Regions from separate parts of the Gossypium hirsutum genome. Here regions 2 and 3 are each linked to region 1. Evidence: chromatin contacts called from public Hi-C data. All regions are on one chromosome and are shown on one strand. The core of a region is the stretch at or near the end of the contact, and the rest is flanking DNA. Distances in the headings are between cores, read along the strand shown. Region 1 has its middle 47 kb from the start of LOC107915118. Region 2 holds the start of LOC107915112 (serine/arginine repetitive matrix protein 1). Region 3 holds the start of LOC107896986 (adenosylhomocysteinase).

Evidence for each region. A called contact is a pair of places that touch in the nucleus more often than the background predicts.
Region 2: a Hi-C map of leaf shows a contact between it and region 1, with 2.3 times the contacts expected there. The contact joins the promoter of LOC107915112 here to the enhancer-like site in region 1. A contact is called at or near these places in 4 of 34 Hi-C or Micro-C datasets (all in leaf).
Region 3: a Hi-C map of leaf shows a contact between it and region 1, with 1.4 times the contacts expected there. The contact joins the promoter of LOC107896986 here to the enhancer-like site in region 1. A contact is called at or near these places in 2 of 34 Hi-C or Micro-C datasets (both in leaf).

Annotation. Positions count from the first base shown.
Region 1 is chrA10:71,963,954-71,966,918 of Gossypium_hirsutum_v2.1, reverse strand. No RefSeq gene overlaps it. Among protein-coding and RNA genes, the nearest start is that of LOC107915118, 47 kb to the left of the region's middle. Within about 2 kb of position 1,423, at least 7 of the 9 cell types and tissues checked have an H3K27ac peak or open chromatin away from gene starts, as enhancers often do. A contact at or near this core is called in leaf, where this site is marked.
Region 2 is chrA10:72,195,190-72,198,154 of Gossypium_hirsutum_v2.1, reverse strand. LOC107915112 (serine/arginine repetitive matrix protein 1) reads left to right here and starts at 1,486. Exons shown (of 6, transcript XM_016844253.2): 1 at 1,486-2,357; 2 at 2,743-2,965. The coding sequence starts at 1,826.
Region 3 is chrA10:71,761,992-71,764,956 of Gossypium_hirsutum_v2.1, reverse strand. LOC107896986 (adenosylhomocysteinase) reads left to right here and starts at 1,598. Exons shown (of 2, transcript XM_016822311.2): 1 at 1,598-2,451; 2 at 2,735-2,965. The coding sequence starts at 1,741.

The DNA.
Region 1 (2,965 bases), core at 174-2,673:
TTTGTTTTGAAAATGAAAACGATGAGAGTCGCCACCAATCTTTTTTATGAGGTGTGATTGGGTCACCTTGTAATTGATCGTTTTAATAAAACATTTTGATTAAATAAAACAACAATTTTGATCTACGAAATAAAAGAAAACAAGTTTGGGAGTCGGTTACATACGAGGAAGGATTAGCACTCTCGTAACGCCCAAAATTGGTACCAAATTGATTAATTAATGTCTTAATGTCAAAAGTCAAAAATTCGAAAAGAATTTAGAATACAATCCCTTTTTTATTAATTTTAAAAACGCTTGAATTAATAGAAACGAGCATTAAAGGTCCTCTTGTTCCGAGATGTCATATCCAGTAAGTTAGGACACGACGTTTGAACCCTCGAAAATAAGCTTGCCTTTAAATTGTTTTATTTTAAAATTCGTACTTTGATTTTTAAAAGGATATTCGGTTTTTTAGATCCAACGAGGAAAATCAAAACCCTGTAAGTTAGGGCACGACCTTCTCAAGTTTCTAAACGCTGAATATTGCCTTTATTTTTATTTAAAGTTCATATATTTTAAAATTTAAAAGGATGTTTGGTTATTTCTGTTCAACGAGAAAATCGAAACCCCGTAAGTTAAGGCATGTTTTCTCGAATCTCCCAAATATCGGACATTGCTTGTTTTTCGAAAATTTTCCTTTTTTATGAATTTGGGTGAAAATTAATAAAATATTTAAAAATGATAAATGTGTAGTTTATTAGAGTATGGCTAAGGCGTAAAAATCTCGTATTGGACGAATGATAATGCGACATAAATTCAACAAACTAATCAAGCATGAAAAAAATGAAACATAACAACAATACACATAATTTAACAACATTAATAATGAAAAAACGATAATGGTGAAAATAATAATAATAATAATACATATACAAACAACGAAAATAATAATAGTAATAATAATAATAAAGGTAGAGAAAATGCACAATATATAAAATATAAGAGCCAATTTTGAAGTTCAAAAAAGGGACAAAAAACTAATAAAAAGAGATTAAAGAGATAACAAATAAATATATGAACAAGTTAAGATTTATAAGAGTTTGATTACCAATTGAATAATATTTAAAATAAAATAAAATAAAATATATAAAACAATTTAAAATAAATAATATATAAATCAATTTGAAATAAATAACATATAAGACAATTTAAAATAAATAGTATATAAAATGATTTAAAATAAATAGTATATGAAACAGTTTAAAATAAATAATACATAAAATAATTTGAAGCTGAAAGGCTACGGATCGAATCGCAAATTAGAATAAAATTAGGGGCGTAAATTAAAAAATACAAAAAATAATAAAACACAAACCAAGACCTAAATGAACGTGCGAAGAACGACAGGGGACTGATCAGGAAATTATTCCTGAAGTTCCCTGCACATCGTTTCACGCAGGACTTCGGATAAAATGGTTTTAAATTTCTTTTCTCTTTTTTTGCTATTTTTGATTGCTATTTTTTTTGTGTGTATTCGTCTCCCTCTAAAAAAATACACTGCGATTTGGTTGGCTTCTTATAGCAGAAGGAAAAAAAGAAAAAAACAATACATTTCATTCCTATTTTTTGCTACGATTTATGTTGTTTTTCTTGTCCTTTTTGCAGGTATGGTGATGGCTACGTGGAGGTATGACTGTGGTGGCGTACGGCGCTGGAGGCTGGTTGCGGCGCAAGAAGTCTCTAGGGTTTCTGAGAATGTTTTAACTTTTGGGCCATTTGGGCCTTGTACTTTTTGGGCTAGGTTTTGGGTTATAAATTGGGCTTGTTATATTGTAATGGATTGTAAAAAAAATTGGGCTTTTATTATTTTTTGTTTGTGGTTCTTAGGCCCGGGCCAAAATTGGCCTATTACACTACCCATAGTCCCTCCGAACTCATAAATAGAAGGATAATGCGCGTCAATGTACTTGAATCCATGTCCTCCTGCATTGGCAACAATACTCATGTCAATTGAGCTAAGACTCAATCGACTAATAAAATTATTAATGAATGATAAGTTAAATGTATTCTTTGTTTTTCTTCCATCTCTTAGGCAAGTGATTTTTTAAGGAACGTCATTTATTTTAAGAAATTTTTTAGATTTTATAAATAGGTTAAGGGTTGAATGAGTGTGTTATGAAATTTAATAAAAAATAAAATATATAAATAAATATGACATTTATCACACTTTTTTGTAAAATCTAAAAGTCTTACTAATAATATATCAGAAAATTATGTTTAAAAGTAAGTATTGAGCAATTTTTTTTTGACTTTTTAAATGTTAATTTATTTTTTGAAATATAATTATTTTAATAAAAATGTTATTTCACCATATAGTGATGATGTGATGAATTCTAGTGTTTTTTTTTTCCTTACAAATATTACAAATAATATATCTTGGGAAATGGTAAAGAGGTCATGGACCCAATACAAAGAAACACAAAATTAACTTCAAACTGGCAGTAGCCTAATTATTTATAAATTTAATACAAAATTTAAAAAATAAAAAGAGAAATAATGGTCTCCATGATCCATTTTCTCTTTTTTTTTTGAAAGCCCAAGCGTCAATCAGATCGTTAAAAGTATTGTAGTGATTCTGTAATACATCTTGGGCGCTAAAAAATAAAAAATTAATCCCCTATATTAAATGAATAAGTAAAATAATTATTTAGTTAAAATTTTATTTTTAAAAGTTTATTCTAACCTTTTATATATAATACATAATAACAAATTTAATTTTTATTTAATTTGTCCTCTATTTTTTTATTTAAAGTAAATTGACTTTTAATTTTTAGATACAATGAATTATTTAACCTTTTAATTTTGTAAAAAAAAAAGTCATTTTAACCCTTCAACTATCTTCGACCTTTTTTAACGCTTCAAACAACCTTCTGACATTATTTTATCTTACATCTCATATAATAAATAGATTAAAAAATTAAAAAAA
Region 2 (2,965 bases), core at 237-2,736, 230 kb before region 1:
ATTTTATTATTTTATTTTCATCAATTGTGTAAAGATTATTAAAAGATTTAATATTCAAAATTTATATTAAATTATTTTATATTTAGATTGTTTTCTTATTCTAGCTTTTCGCTTAACATTATCATGTAGAAAAATCAAAACATCGAGTGGCATTCTATAGTTTTCATATATAAAAAAAATTACATTATGTTTTAATAAATAATTATATATTTCATATATAAAACTTTATAAATAATATAGTTTTATAATATAACCTAAATATTATATTTATATTATTTATAAATAGTGAAGAGTTTAATTTATAGTATATTAATTTTTTATTAGCACTATATTTGAATTATTAAAATAATTGATATAAGTTAATTAGTTAATTAGTTATTATTTCGAGCAATGCTGCTTATTTTACTTTTAAGAAGTAAAATTATATCATATATTGAATATATTAATCATGTATTAATTATGATTTGGTTTTTTATTATAATAATATTTGACTTGTTAAATAAGTTAATATATTTCAATTATATTTAATCATTCGAATAATGAATATTAATTTACACTAATTGTAGAAATTAAATAAAATATAAAAAATTAATTAAAAATTAAACTCGTAAAATTAAAAATTAATAACTTTTTAAAAAAAGGGACTTTAGATATTTTCTTAACTGATTTGGGAAATGACTAGAAAACATTATTTATACAAGTAAATTATATAATTATGATAATACTTTTATAAAGATATTAAAATCAATAAAATACAATGTATAGTGAGAGTTGAACTTAGAACATTATGATTTTTAATCTTTAATCTTTAATCTTAAAACATATAGTGAGACTTGAACTTGGAACATTATATAGTGTGACTTGATCATAGGCTGAATTACTCGCTCGAAAAGTGAGTAAAAATATAGGTTCAAAAAATAGACTTGAATAAAAAATAAGGCCTATTTTCTAAATGGGGCAAGCCTCAAGTAAGATTTTTGGTCCAGACTTGACCCGGCCCGACTCGAGTTTGCTTAATTTTTTTCTACTTTTGTTTTACTGTCATTTTGTTATTGTTTTGCTGTCATTTTGCTATTATACTGCTATTATTTTGTTGTTATTATTTAGATATTTTATAATTATTGTTTTGTTATTAATTTTGTTACTATTTTAAATGTATTTACTTGCAAGTTGTAACTATCTTAACATTATTTAATGTTTTTAGTATATTTAATGTATTATATATTTTAAATTTATTTTATATATAAAATAATATAGAAAAAAATTAATACAAATGGATTGAGCTCGGATTTAACATTTTTTATCTTGATCGAATTTGAATAAAATGTTAAGTATATTTTTTGAGTTGAATCCAAACCCAGTAAATGAATCTAAAGTTTGGCATACTTGGCCTGTACTCGGCCCGACACGGCCCAATTCCAATTCTGATACAAACAAAATTACCCGGTAAGGCGTTTCCATTTTTTGTTTTTCCTTTTTAAGAAAATTCTTTCCTTTTCCTGGTAACCAAACAAAGTCTAACGGATCCCAGAAGTTATGAACAGTCAAATCGAAAAAGCGTCATATCAAACCTACTTTTCCTTTTTCTAAAAAAAAAAATTATTTAGCTTTGATTTTGAGGTTTTGCGTGGGCTAATTGGTTAGTTTTTGTTTCATTTGCATTAGTAAATTGGGACTTTAATAGTATTCTAGTTCTGAAATTTCAGCTAGGTTTACCGGCGCACATTGGATGGATTTTTTCCTCAAATATCGTTGTTTTATTTGTTGTTGACATTTGCATTATTGCTTATTTGATTGTTCTAGCAATTTAGGTGTTTTTAAATTGATGGCGGATCGAAACACGACCGCTTCAAAGCCTATATGGATGAAACAAGCCGAGGAAGCCAAGCAAAAAACTGAGGCTGAAAAAGCTGCTGCTGCTAAAGCAGCTTTCGAAGCCACATTCAAGGATGTTGATAAGAACCGTAACAAGGATGTGGTGGCTGCTTCATCGGATAGTGAATCCGAGGACACCGGTGACTTGGTGAACAAGCCAATTGGTCCCGTGGATCCCGTTAAATGCATGGCCGCGGGGCCAGGAATAGCGGGTGGCACTGCCTGTGCTGCCTCCACGTTTATGGTGGTAACGAGAGATGCAGATGAAAGGAAAGTACAGAGTGGGGGTGCGCAGATTAAGGTGAGGGTTTCGCCAGGTGTGGGTGTTGGGGGCTCAGAACAGTATGGCATTGTGAAGGATATGGGAGATGGGACTTACTCTGTAACTTATGTGGTGCCTAAGAGAGGGAACTATATGGTAAACATTGAATGCAATGGGAAACCCATCATGGGTAGCCCATTCCCGGTGTTCTTCAGTGCAGGTAACATCGTTAAAACTATGTTTATTCGGTTTTAACTGCATGTTTAGCTGTCACTTGCCATGCATGACTTTGCATGTTTCTTGTCCCTATTTGATTGTCTATATAATACGTGGATCTTTTAATATTCAAACCTTTAGAGTAATTTTTGCTTCTAATATGAAATGCAGTCTTTTGTATATTATTTTTGTTGTTCTAGGTGAAGAAGGCTCACGATTAGGAATTTGAAAAGTTCCCAATGATATTCACCTTCTCATTACTTTGCACTCACTGGCCATATAAAATTGTTGTTGAGTCTTTGTTCTTACTTTTGGCTTCACTTTTAAGCGTGGTTCTTGGTTGCAGTCTGTAGTGCTCAGGGCATAGATGTTGAATTTTTGTTATGCAGGTAAGTCTACCGGAGGACTACTAGGGGTGGCTCCTGCATCCACATATCCAAATCTAGTAAACCAAACCATGCCCAACATGCCAAATTATACAGGTTCTGTTTCTGGAGCTTTCCCTGGCTTGTTGGGAATGATCCCAGGCATTATTTCTGGTGCTTCAGGTGGTGCTATATTGCCTGGAATGGGGGCATCTCTTGGTGAAGTTTGTCGAGAATATCTCAATGG
Region 3 (2,965 bases), core at 349-2,848, 200 kb after region 1:
GTAGAACCATTAGTGGGTTCTCATCCCCCTAGATCTCGTGAAGGAGCAGAAGATAGTTATTAAAGAACCATGGTGATCTATCCAAAGCCCTATCCATGTCCACCTTATAGAAAAATTGAAATAAACATCTTTTGTTTCCAATATCCGTGATAGAGATGCCCCTTATAGGATGCCATACATCAGCCATAGTATTTCTCATTGAGGGAAAATGCACTACAGTTGCAATCAAATAACTGCCGACCAAACACAGATTGTAATCCTCCACCAACGCCGATCCATCTTTCTGAACCTGGAAAGTATCCTCTTCTTTGTCTAACATACTTAAATTACTTAGTTCCTCTTCCATTAAATCCCACCAAAACAAAGAAACCTTGCTATGACAGCAGACTAAAATCATGCCAAAAAAAGGCAGACCACCACATGCCAGACGACAGACTAACTCCTAAGAAGGTGCAAACTCCAAGGCGTCGCAAAACACATTACAATCTTACGAGGAGAATACATGTTAGAATTTCGGAGACTACTTTGTTAAAGGAGACAACTACGAACTCCAAACAAGAACTATAAAATAGATATAAAAATGATAAATATATTCAAAGAATTTTACCTACTTTAAAAATATTCATATAAATAATATTTAAAAAAAACTTTTAGTTTTAGAAAAGGATAAAAATAAAATTAATATTTTATAACATAAAATTAAGATCATAAGCTTTAATTATAATATTAAAGATAATTTGTAACATAAAATTAAGTTAGCTGTGCAAACATATTAAGTTACAAATAAAATTTTGTAAAAAGGATATATATAAAATGCGATTTAATTTTTAGATGAATTGATACAAGTTTGATGATTATTTTGTCAAATTAAAATTTTATAATTTTATGAGAATCATTCTAATATTTTCACTTAATATTATTGTTTAATAACCCAAAGAAAAAATAATAGAATCTTGATTAGAACTAAACAAACATTGTGAGTTGCATTCTCACGCTTTCTAATATTTTATATGATTGTATTAAAAAGTAATTTTATGGATACAATATTAAATATAGAAGATAAATAACAGTGTTTGAATATGTTTGATCATCATTCAACAATTCAAGTGGGAAGATTAATATAAAGAAGAATTGATTAGTTAAGATTTGTATGATTCCATTTCACCTAATTATTAAGATTTTTTAAAGTTGTAAACCAAATTAGCTATTAAATTAAGGATTTATCCAAAAAGTTGATTTTTAATGCTGCTTCTTTATTTCTTCTAAATGCTTACAAATTATAATTCATTAAAATGAAAATTTTCAAAACAACCTTATTTGTTTTAAGATTATTTTGCTTTTAGGAAATATAAAATAAAATGATTGATTTAAATTTACCTGCAATTATATTAATAATATAACTTATTCAATGAAAAATAAATAAAAAAATAGTTTTTTAATTTAATATTTGATTCTTAAATACTAAAATAAATTATATAATTAAATTTAAATAAAAATCTTAATTTTATTGTAATTTAGATTAAATTGTAATAATCGGATTATGGGAGAGTTTGAAGATGGAGATCTACCAACTCCGCCCCCACCCAATCTGCACCGTCGGATTTCACCACTCTAACCTATTTATAACATCCTTACATCGCCGTATATCCCTCGCCACTTCCCACTCTCTCAACGCTATCTTTTTGTTCCTTTTCCAAGGGAGAGTGTGATCTGTTCTTCTTCACTTCATTTCACTAACCCATGGCTCTTTCCGTCGAGAAAACCGCCGCCGGCCGCGAGTGCAAGGTCAAGGACATGTCTCAGGCTGACTTCGGTCGTCTCGAGATCGAGTTGGCCGAGGTCGAAATGCCCGGTCTCATGGCTTGCCGAGCCGAGTTCGGCCCTGCCCAACCTTTCAAGGGAGCCAAAATCACCGGTTCTCTTCACATGACCATCCAGACCGCTGTCCTCATCGAAACCCTCACCGCCCTCGGAGCTGAAGTCCGTTGGTGCTCTTGCAATATCTTCTCTACCCAAGACCATGCCGCCGCCGCCATTGCCCGTGACTCGGCAGCCGTGTTCGCCTGGAAAGGTGAGACCCTCCAGGAATACTGGTGGTGTACCGAGAGAGCCCTTGACTGGGGTCCCACCGGTGGACCTGATCTGATCGTGGATGATGGTGGCGATGCTACTCTGTTGATCCATGAAGGAGTTAAAGCCGAGGAGGTTTATGAGAAAACCGGGCAGCTCCCAGATCCGTCTTCCACCGACAATGCCGAGTTTCAGATTGTTTTGACGATAATTAGAGATGGGTTGAAGGCAGATCCCAAGAAGTATACAAGGATGAAGGAGAGATTAGTTGGTGTTTCTGAGGAAACTACAACCGGTGTTAAGAGGCTTTATCAGATGCAGGCCAATGGAACCTTGTTGTTCCCTGCTATTAATGTCAATGACTCTGTCACCAAGAGCAAGGTACATTTTTCCCTACTTTTTTGCTGCTTTACCTTTTGAACTTCTTATATGAAGGATATTGTCTTTTTCCAAGCAGATCTGATAAAAAATGATTTAGAAATAACATAACAATATACATATTTTTTAAAATTTCTTCAGATCTGATATTTGCTTGCTCTGTTTTTACTGTTAGTGGAGTTTAGATTTTAATTGCAATGCTGATTGTCTTTTTGTTCATTAATTCAATTGTGGTTTTTACTGTATTTTGGTCTAATTGTTGTTATGATTTGATCTTTTTGAACAGTTCGATAACTTGTATGGATGCCGTCACTCTCTTCCCGATGGGTTGATGAGAGCTACCGATGTCATGATTGCTGGTAAGGTCGCTGTTGTCTGTGGTTATGGTGATGTCGGCAAGGGTTGTGCTGCTGCCTTGAAGCAAGCCGGTGCTCGCGTCATTGTCACCGAGATTGATCCCATCTGTGCCCTTCAGGCTCTCATGGAAGGACTTCAAGTTTTGACCCTTGAGGATGTT